Regions from separate parts of the Sus scrofa genome. Here region 1 is linked to region 2. The links are chromatin contacts, called in public HiChIP or PLAC-seq maps. All regions are on one chromosome and are shown on one strand. The core of a region is the stretch at or near the end of the contact, and the rest is flanking DNA. Distances in the headings are between cores, read along the strand shown.

Region 1 (4,625 bases), core at 561-3,060, 41 kb before region 2:
CCACTGAGCCAGCCCACTTTATTCAAACACAAAAGCTGGCTTTATTCATCCATGGTAGGTTAGATGAGGCTGAACTTTATACTTCTAAATCCATACCAAGTAAGTTTAATTCCATAATAGTTACTGAACTTTTTTTAACTACACTCACAGGTTAAACAGGCCCATAGGTAATTAAAACACACGAGAATGACTTTATTTTTTACTGCTGGTGGAAATTTCACAACACTTTGTTATCAAGCCATGGTTTTTTGAACGGGTAACTTAAAACATAATCACTGGCTGCTTCTGCAACCTCACTGTCTTCAGGTAACGGTCCATCCTTTGATTGGGGGGGGAGGGAGGCAAACAAAAGGGCAGAAGGTAGCCGGGTATTGTGCTGGGATGTCAAGGCAGGAAAGGTAACAAGAAAAGGGGTGATAGAGTCAAATTCTGTTATCAGAATCAGAATCAGACAAGGTGAAAGATAACAAGAAAGGGCGTGATAGAGTCAAATTCTGTTATCAGAATCAGAAAAGGTCAGCAACCCAAGGGTTTAAAGAAATTAAGCGAAAAACGACCAGCCTTACAGGAGGCCTGGGAGTCACTGGGGTCACCTCGGTCACGCCCAATAGAGCTGAAGGCTGAGCCAAGGGTGGACCCGCCCATAGAGGAAGGTGGTGAGGTAGAAGGCTTCCCAGAAGAGATCACTAAAACAGTCTTTTTTTTTTTTTTTTTTTAATACGAAGTAGCACCACAACCTGGGCGTTCCCCGGCCCCTCCGCCGGGCGTCGCTGGGAAGCCAAGCACCTCCAGGCCCCGCGGAGGGTCATGCGTCGGGGAAGCCCCAGGTTGTCCGGCCGCACTGCCTTCAGCGCCAGAGCGCCCACGCCGGGCGCCTTCCTCTCCCTGCCCGCAGCCAGGCCGCGGCTCCCGCGTAGGCTCAGCTCCCGGCCGCCGAGCGCGGGTCTCCGCGGCGCGCACGCGCGGCCTCCTCCGCAAAGAGCAACCCCGCGGGGGAGGAGGGAACCGCGCCACGTCACAGCCCGAGGGTTCCGGAGAGGCGGGGCCTCCGCGGGGCTGCGGCGCTCCCGGCTGGCGCGCGCGCACCCGCCCCCACGTGTCCCTGCGGCCCCCGGGAATGTGGGTCACCGAGCCGAGCGGCCTCACGTGTCCCCGCCCGCCGCCGCCGCCCCAGCGCCCATTATGTAATGCCGCGTCATGAGCCCGCCCAGCCAACCGGCGCCCGCGCGCCGCCGAACGTAAACACAGCGCGCACGTGGCTCGCGCGGCCAGGCCATGTGAGGGGGGCGCCCGGCCGGCGCCGCGGGCCGCGCTGCGGCGGTGCGGGGAGCCGAGAGGGCGGCCCCGGGGCGACGAGCTCAGAGCCCGAGGCGAGCCCGCGGCGCACAGCAGCCCTCCCCGCCAGCCCGCGCCCCGCCAGCCCGCAGCCCCGCCGCAGCCCTCCGAGTGCCCGCCGGGATCCAGCGCCCCTCCGCCGCGCTACCCCGCCCAGTGGGCTCTTACCCGCATTCACCTCCATGGTGCCCTCGGGAGGGGGCCGAGGCCGCCCGCTTCCCGCAGAAGGGGCAGCGCCGCCGCCGCCTCAGCACCGCGCCGCCCGGGGCCGGGGCCCCCTCATGGGCAGGGCGGGCGGGACGCCCGGACCCGGCCCCGCGGCCGGAGAGCGGGCTGCGGGGAGAGAGGGCGGCGGCGGCGGCGAGCGGCCCTCTTCGCGGGGTCCCTGACAACAAAGCGGCGGCGCGGCGGCTTCCTGCAGCCAGCGCACCGCGGCGGCGAGGGCGGCTGATGGGGAGGGCAGCCGCGACCATGTGACCCGCGCACACCCCCTCCCTCCGCCCGCCCCTCGGCCGGCCGCTGCGGCGACTCCGCCCCTCCCGCCGCCGGCTCCCCTCCCCCTCCTCCCCAAGCCACCGCCCGCTCTCCCTCACCCTCGGGCCCCTCCTCCTCCCTCCTTCCTTTCTCGCTGCTGACCTTCCCGCCTCCGTGGGAGCCCCCCAGGCTTCCTTCCCCGAACCTGCCCCACCCCCGCCTAGTGACACCTTAGGTCTCCTCGGACGTTTACCTAGGCCCGCCCGGTGGCGCCAAGCAGGCGTGCTTTGCAGGATCCAGGGCTGGCCCCAACCCTTGACCGCGCCTCAAGTCGGCTCTCCGACTTACCCACCTCTAAAGACCAGGCTCTGCAGATACAGCCCACATCCCTTCCCTCTGCACCCCCGGGTGACTTCATTCAGTCCAACAGCTCAAGTAGGCTTGTGTTCTGATGATTGCCGAATGTACATTTCCAACGTCTCCTCTGAGCCCCAGATTCCTGCATTCAGCAGCCCGTTTGATTATGCCACCTTGATATCCTTTTGGCATCTCAAATTTAAGGTGTAGGCAGGCGTATGCTTGTGTCAAAACTCAGCAAATGCACACCGAAGATTTGTGCGTTTCACCTTGTGTGTACATTTTACATCAAAAGGAAAAAAGGGGGGAGACCAATGACGTGTGCCGAGGTATGAAGAGGGCAGTGCACTGATGCCTGCAAATTTAAGTGCATTATGAAAGCAAGATGGTCTGAGGGATGGAGGCCAGGATGGACGGTTAGAAGCATAATAATCTTACTATGTAAATCATGTAGTAGTTGTAGATGTTTTATGTGGGTATTCACTGTAAAATTCTAAGTTGCTCTTTGAAATTTTTCAATATGAAATATTGAGGGAAATATAATTCATAAGACATTTTTACATGTGCTGCATCCCTTCGCCCCCCATCACCCACTGCCCCATCACACACACATACACACTCTACCCCATCAACATCTACTTTTTGATAAATCTGCCAGTTCCTAAAACCAACAAATTGAGTTTCACTTCTCTCTCTCTCTCTTCCTGTCTTTCTCCCTCTCACTGCTTTTATACCTGGTTCAACCCATTAACAGATCTGAGCTATTCTACCTTCATAATACATCTTTGATCTTTCAGTTTTTCACCATCAGCATTGTCATTACTGTAGATCAAACCACCATCTTCTCTTGCCTGGGCTACTCTAATAGATCCCTAACAGGGGAAACTGTGCCTGGAACCACCTACAATCACTTCTACCCAGTGTTATGTTTTTAAATGTTAATGAGATCTAATTACTCAAAACCCTCCAATCGCTTCCTATTGCTTTTTTTAAAATCCAGTACTTGAAGCTGCCCTGCAAAGCTCTGCACAAACTTTGGGCCCTGCTTCTCTCCTAGGCCTTCGAGCACCATCTACACAGCTCTCTACACAATGTGGTCCTCATTGCTTCCCTACATCAGGGCCTGATCACCTTCTGTGATGCTGAAGCAAGAATTCCCCAGGCTACACTTCGTAGCTTGCTTTTTCATTTTATATCTCAAGCGCCATCTGCTTCTGCGCTGGTAAAATGGGGTGAATATGAACAGTGTAGAAGGCAGGGGTCATAAAGAGGACTCTACTCTGAAAAGGCCATACGGTATGGTTCTCTCAGTGTCCTTGGGGCATCGGTTCCAGGACCTCTGCGAATTGCAAAATCCGTGAATGCTCAAGTTCCTTATATAAAATGGTGTAATTTTTGCATATAACCTACGAACATCCTCCCTTATACTTTAAATCATTTCTAGATTACTCATAATATGTAATACAATGTAAATGCTAGGTAAATACTTGCCAGTGTTCTTTTAAAAACTTTCTGGAATTTTTTTTCTAAATATTTTCCATGCAAGGTTGGCTGAATCTGTGGATGTGAGAGCTGCAGATACAGAGAGCCAACTGTACAGCTGTGGGACTTGCTTCTGGCAACCTCTAAAAGCATGCTGGGGGAGTTCCCATTGTTGCACAGTGGAAACATCTGACTAGTATCCATGAGGATTCGGGTTCAATCCCTGGCCTCGCTCAGTGCGTCAGGGATCTGGTGTTGCTGTGGCATAGGCCAGCTGCTGCAGCTCTAATTCAACCCCTAGCCTGAGAACTTCCATGTGCCTCGGGTACAGCCCTTAAAAAAGTAAAAAAAAAAAAAAAAAATTAAAAAATAAAAGCATGCTGGGAGTTCCCATCGTGGCTCAGTGGAAATGAACCTGAATCCATGAGGACACGAGTTCCATCCCTGGCCTTGCTCAGTGGGTTAAGGATCAGGCGTTGCTGTGACTGTGGTGTGGGCCAGCAGCTGTAGCTCCAATTCGCCCCGTAGCCTGGGAACCTCTGTGTGCTGCATATGCAGCACTAAAAAGCAAAAAAAAAAAAATAAATAAATAAATAAATAAATAGGAGTTCCCGAATCCGACTAGGAACCATGAGGTTTCAGGTTCGATCCCTGGCCTTGCTCAGTGGGTCAAGGATCCAGTGTTGCTGTGAGCTGTGGTGCAGGTCGCAAACACGGCTCGGATCCCGAGTTGCTGTGGCTGTGGCGTAGGCCAGTGGCTACAGCTCCGACTAGGCCCTTAGCCTGGGAGCAGCCCTAGAAAAGACAAAAAGACAAAAAATAAATACATACATACATACATACATACATATGAGCATGCTGGACCATGCTCTCCTCGCCCTTTGCCGGTGTTCCAGATAGTTGCTATTCCAATAGCCTGGTTTCTGCAATGAGGACCATGACGAACCCTCTGTAAACATGTAGTACAGAATTTCCAT
Region 2 (4,307 bases), core at 1,537-4,036:
GTAAATACCATGACTACTTTGCAGTATGCTACAGATCGGAGTCATGGGATTAAACCACAAACCCCACCTTTTATGTGAACTTCAATGGTTACCATGGAGGCCAAGGCAGTTTAGGTTTACCAGGATTCCTTTCATTTTTAAGAGAATCCTCTCGCAACAGGTTTATTCAATTCTCTTAAAAATGCTTGCATTCTTTTACATTTCTCCCTTTTGAAGCAGCAGTTATATAAACAGATTAGATCAAGCCTAAGAAACGTGGGCCCCACTCAACTTTCATTATTTTTCTGCATATGACCATGATAAAGGATCAGGACATCCTTCACATTTTAAAGGAGAATCAAAATTTAGTTTCTCCTTGCCAAACTCCATAAATCAGCCACTTTTAGAGTAAACCAGCAGAGCATTGCATCACCCCCAATAAAGCTGTAGGTTTCATCACATGCACCAACAAATCTACACGGCTAGTTTCTGCCTCTTTTACAGAATTTTACACCTATTGTTCCAAACAGCATTTTAAACAGATATATCAACTCCCTAATAAAAGCAAGGCATTTCCCTTATTAGAAACAAGATACACCATCACTTAAGATCTTCAAACATTATTGCACTTTTAACTTTCAGAATTTGACAATGCATTCAATGAAACTATCTGCAGACAACTAGTTTTAACAGACAAATTAAAAAACACTTTTAAGCAGACATGAATGTCCTAAATTGTTTATTAGGTAAGAATTTTACAAACATTACTTATTAGCGGTAACGGTGGAGCTGGAGAGTATTGCGCCTTCTCCAAGCTGCACGGCGGGAACCACCAATAGTGTGGTGGAACTTGTGGCCCTTTCCAAGGCCGCGGCTCTTTCTGCCTGCAGAAGTCAGCCCTCGCATCTCCCTATGCTTGTGGACTGGTTTGGTGATCCACTGGGTGTCAGGATTTCTTCTGATAGCTTTATGGAATGGATCAATGAGGATAACCTCAAAGAATTTGTATGTAGAATCTTCACCAACCCAGTAAGAATTCAGGACTCTCAGAGCCCCACAGTGGCGTCCAGCTCGCTCCTAGGAGGGAAAAATGGCCCAAGGTCAGCCTCTCACATACACTGGTAGCAAATTAGGAGGCAAGAATTCTCTTTAGTTGTGATCTAGAGGAGAGACTAAGGTTGCTCATTTAAAACTACTCAAATACTCATCAAGAATCTCCCCAGAGGATGGGACCAAGTAGGATAAGGTAGACATACTGTAACAAATGTAAATATCCTTAAATACACTTTTAGCTCATGGAGGGCACCAGGCCCTTGTCTGCCAACCTCTACTACAAAGCACAATTTAACTTACTTGCTAAGACAGACAACTTACTACTGACCACAGGAAATTAGTGACATGAACAAACATAACTTTTTTGACACCTGGGGAAATGTGGTCTTCAAGACAGTGTTTACTGCCACTTGAAAGCTTAGGTTCCAAGGGTTCACATTAACTCAAAACACACCCCTTTAAGGGCACAGGTTCCTAATGAAAGCTGAAAAATAGTATCAACTGTTCAGACTTATAAACTAAAAACATCAACCCCATCTTAAACACAATAGGGCTCACTTAGGTACAAACGATCAGAAAAGTTGCTCAAGTTCTCCTCCACCATCTCCAGACCAATACAAGTGCTTCTCAAAAACCACTTACCTCGGCAACAGACTGAAGGCTTCGAGCAAACTTTAGCTGGTTGACACCATGGTGGACAGGCTTGCCGTAGGTGGCACCCTTAGGAACTGGGCGTTTGCGGCCACCGCGGCGCACACGAATCCGATATATGACATAACCTATTTATTTTTTTATAGAAAGAAAAAAAAGAGAATCCGGAAGTGTGAGCATTAGACTCAATGACTTGTCACTAATGTTCTTACATCAAATGTATTTCAGACCATTGGTCGGATTCTGCCAAAGCCCTATGTGAGAAAGGCTCCTTCTTGAGGACCCGGACAATTAACTATATCTAAGCCTCCAGGGGAGAACACTCACCTTGCTTGGCCTTGTATCCCAGCCTGCGCGCCTTATCGGGCCGGGTGGGGCGGGGGGCCCTGTGGAGAGCGGAGAGCTGGCGGTACTGCCAGCAGCGCACCCGGAGGAGAAAGCGCATGACGTCGGACTGCTTCTTCCTCCATAGCTCCTGGATGTACTTGTACGCGCCCATCTTGGCTTACCTTCAAAATGAACCGGGTGTTAAATGCACCATCCTTTTCAAGTGGAATGAGGATACCCCGGCCGCCCGTCCATCTTCGTTCCCCACCGACCACGAAGAGGCACCGCTGGTGACTTGGCTCTGCACCCACTGCAGGGCACCTATGCGCCCAGAAAAGGCGGCGCTCCGCAATCGTCTGCGGGACCAATTAGCGAGGCTGCCTCGGGAACCAAGGTGGAGGAGGACCGAAGCAGACAACGTCCCAGAGACCTCAGGGGAGGGTGGTGGTGGTAGTGCTCCCCCCGCCCGCTTCGCCTGAGGACGCCCCAGGCCCGGGTCCCCATCCCTCGACCCCCGTGCCTCCCTTTCCTTTTCGTTTGGGGCCCACTCGAATTCCCGCCGCCATCACAGCATCCCCCAACCCGTTCTGGGGGCCTCCTCTCCACGCCCGCGCTGCCCCGCATCTCGCTTGCACCCGCCCCGCACAAGAGGCAGAAGGAGCTCAGAGTACGCAGGGTTCCCGAGCCTGGATGGCCGAGGAGAAGAGAGATCAGCGGCGGATGGAGTACGGAATAACACAACACAGCCTACCTGATGGCTGCCGACAGACGGAAAGGAAGACGCTTTCTCCCACAATCCCTTTTGCGCTCCTCCCCCACTTCGGCGAGCCTCGTTCCGGTGGGAAGCGGCGGCCCCTCAGAGCCTCATGGGACATGTAGTTCTGGTCAGGAGCTGGCGGGAGGAGTTCGGCCGGGATTGGGCCCAACCTCCCCTAGATCCCGCCCCCTGCTCCTCGAGATTCGCTATTGGGAGGCAGGGGCGAGGCGAAGGCGGAGTTTCGCGGCCGGGCGCAGCGTCTGGACCTCCAGCCGTGGGGAGAAGGCAGCTGGGGGCGGGGCTCTCGGGGCGAGTCTTGCAGTGGGGCTGTGCAGCCGCCGTGGAGCGGTGCAGTGCGCTGCTCTCCTCGGGCTCGGAGGGGCGTGCAGGTCTGTCGGGGGGCGTGCGGCGGGGTCTCTGCGCTCGCTGCAGCCTCCTCCCCTGTGGAGCTGCTGCGCGCCGCTTTCCTGGCGTGGCGCTGCCCCCGCCGCTAAACAGGGCGCTCGTGGTGCGGGGCTTTGCGGCTGGGGCCCAGCTCCCAGAAATTTTGCCCCCAGAAGGGTTGGGGGGCGGAAGGGTGCGTAGGCGGCTCAGCGTCTTTCTTGGTCCGAGCCTCCCCTGCGTAAAGATTTGGTCCTAGATTTGCTACGTCAGAACCAGGGTTTTTTAGAAAAGCAAAATTTTATATGCCAAAATCTGGTCGGCTGGTGCGAGTATTTCGGTGGGGAGCAGGCGGGGAAGCCGAGAATATGGAAGCATTTTCTGTTGGTTTCTTTATTGACGAACAGTTTACTCGCTTTTGTGCTTTTCCAGAATATTTTCGTTTTTGATAAATCATATGGTTTAGTTCTCTTGCAAATTTTAAGTGTAGTAAGGGTCTTAGAGAATCATTTATTATCTTCTAAATTAGTGGATTTTTTAAACCTCATATCCTTTTTTTTTTTTTTTTTTTAAATCGCAACCTTACCATTGTAAAAGCCCTCATGTGGTTCATTGATCCATTCAGCAAACCTTAGTGTTGTCCGTCAGGGCCTTATATGTACCAGGTTGTGGCCCAGCTATAGGGAAGGTAGCCTTGGTCGGTCCAGAATTTCTAGCTTCTTGAAAAAGGGGCGATAAACGTGAGATAAATATATGTTCTGTATTAAGTGCTAAGGACAACCATTAAGGGACGGGGGGTGGGGGTGGGAAAGGATAGAGAGGCTGGGTGTAAATTTTGGTTGGAATGTTCATGGTAATGTCACATTAATCGGGTCGCTGCTGCTGCTTAGAAAATCAAAACTCAGATGTTGGTAGAAAGGGAATCAGAATACAGGTAATCTGGGGAAGTAGTGGACTCAACCTTAGAAACGGCCTCTGCGTGGCTGGGAAGCTTTTAAAGGGAAATAACCTTGGTTAATCGTGGTGTTGTGGGGTCAGAGTCACCCTGTCCCCCACTGTGCAAGCTTGTGGACTCCTGGTGATCCTTCTTTAGATGCTGTCTTGTTCACGCAGTTTGTTTGGAAGATTATTGATGGGGAAGCTTGGAAAAAGAACTGGT

The links. HiChIP or PLAC-seq counts read pairs in DNA pulled down with a chosen protein or histone mark.
Region 1: a contact with region 2 is called in an H3K27ac HiChIP or PLAC-seq map of alveolar macrophages. The contact joins the promoter of NR1D2 here to the promoter of RPL15 in region 2. A contact is called at or near these places in 1 of 5 promoter capture datasets (liver), 12 of 47 Hi-C or Micro-C datasets (alveolar macrophages, blood, brain and 6 more) and 2 of 2 datasets of contacts at active chromatin or transcription factors (alveolar macrophages and skeletal muscle).

The regions. Positions count from the first base shown.
Region 1 is chr13:10,754,139-10,758,763 of Sscrofa11.1, reverse strand. It overlaps NR1D2 (nuclear receptor subfamily 1 group D member 2), which reads right to left and starts at 1,810. Exons shown (of 8, transcript XM_021071423.1): 1 at 1,504-1,810. The coding sequence starts at 1,519.
Region 2 is chr13:10,714,852-10,719,158 of Sscrofa11.1, reverse strand. It overlaps RPL15 (ribosomal protein L15), which reads right to left and starts at 2,786. Exons shown (of 4, transcript NM_001244065.1): 1 at 2,762-2,786; 2 at 2,011-2,192; 3 at 1,675-1,811; 4 at 1-1,056. The coding sequence starts at 2,182. The coding sequence ends at 751. NKIRAS1 (NF-kappa-B inhibitor-interacting Ras-like protein 1) reads left to right here and starts at 2,997. Exons shown (of 4, transcript XM_005669298.3): 1 at 2,997-3,156.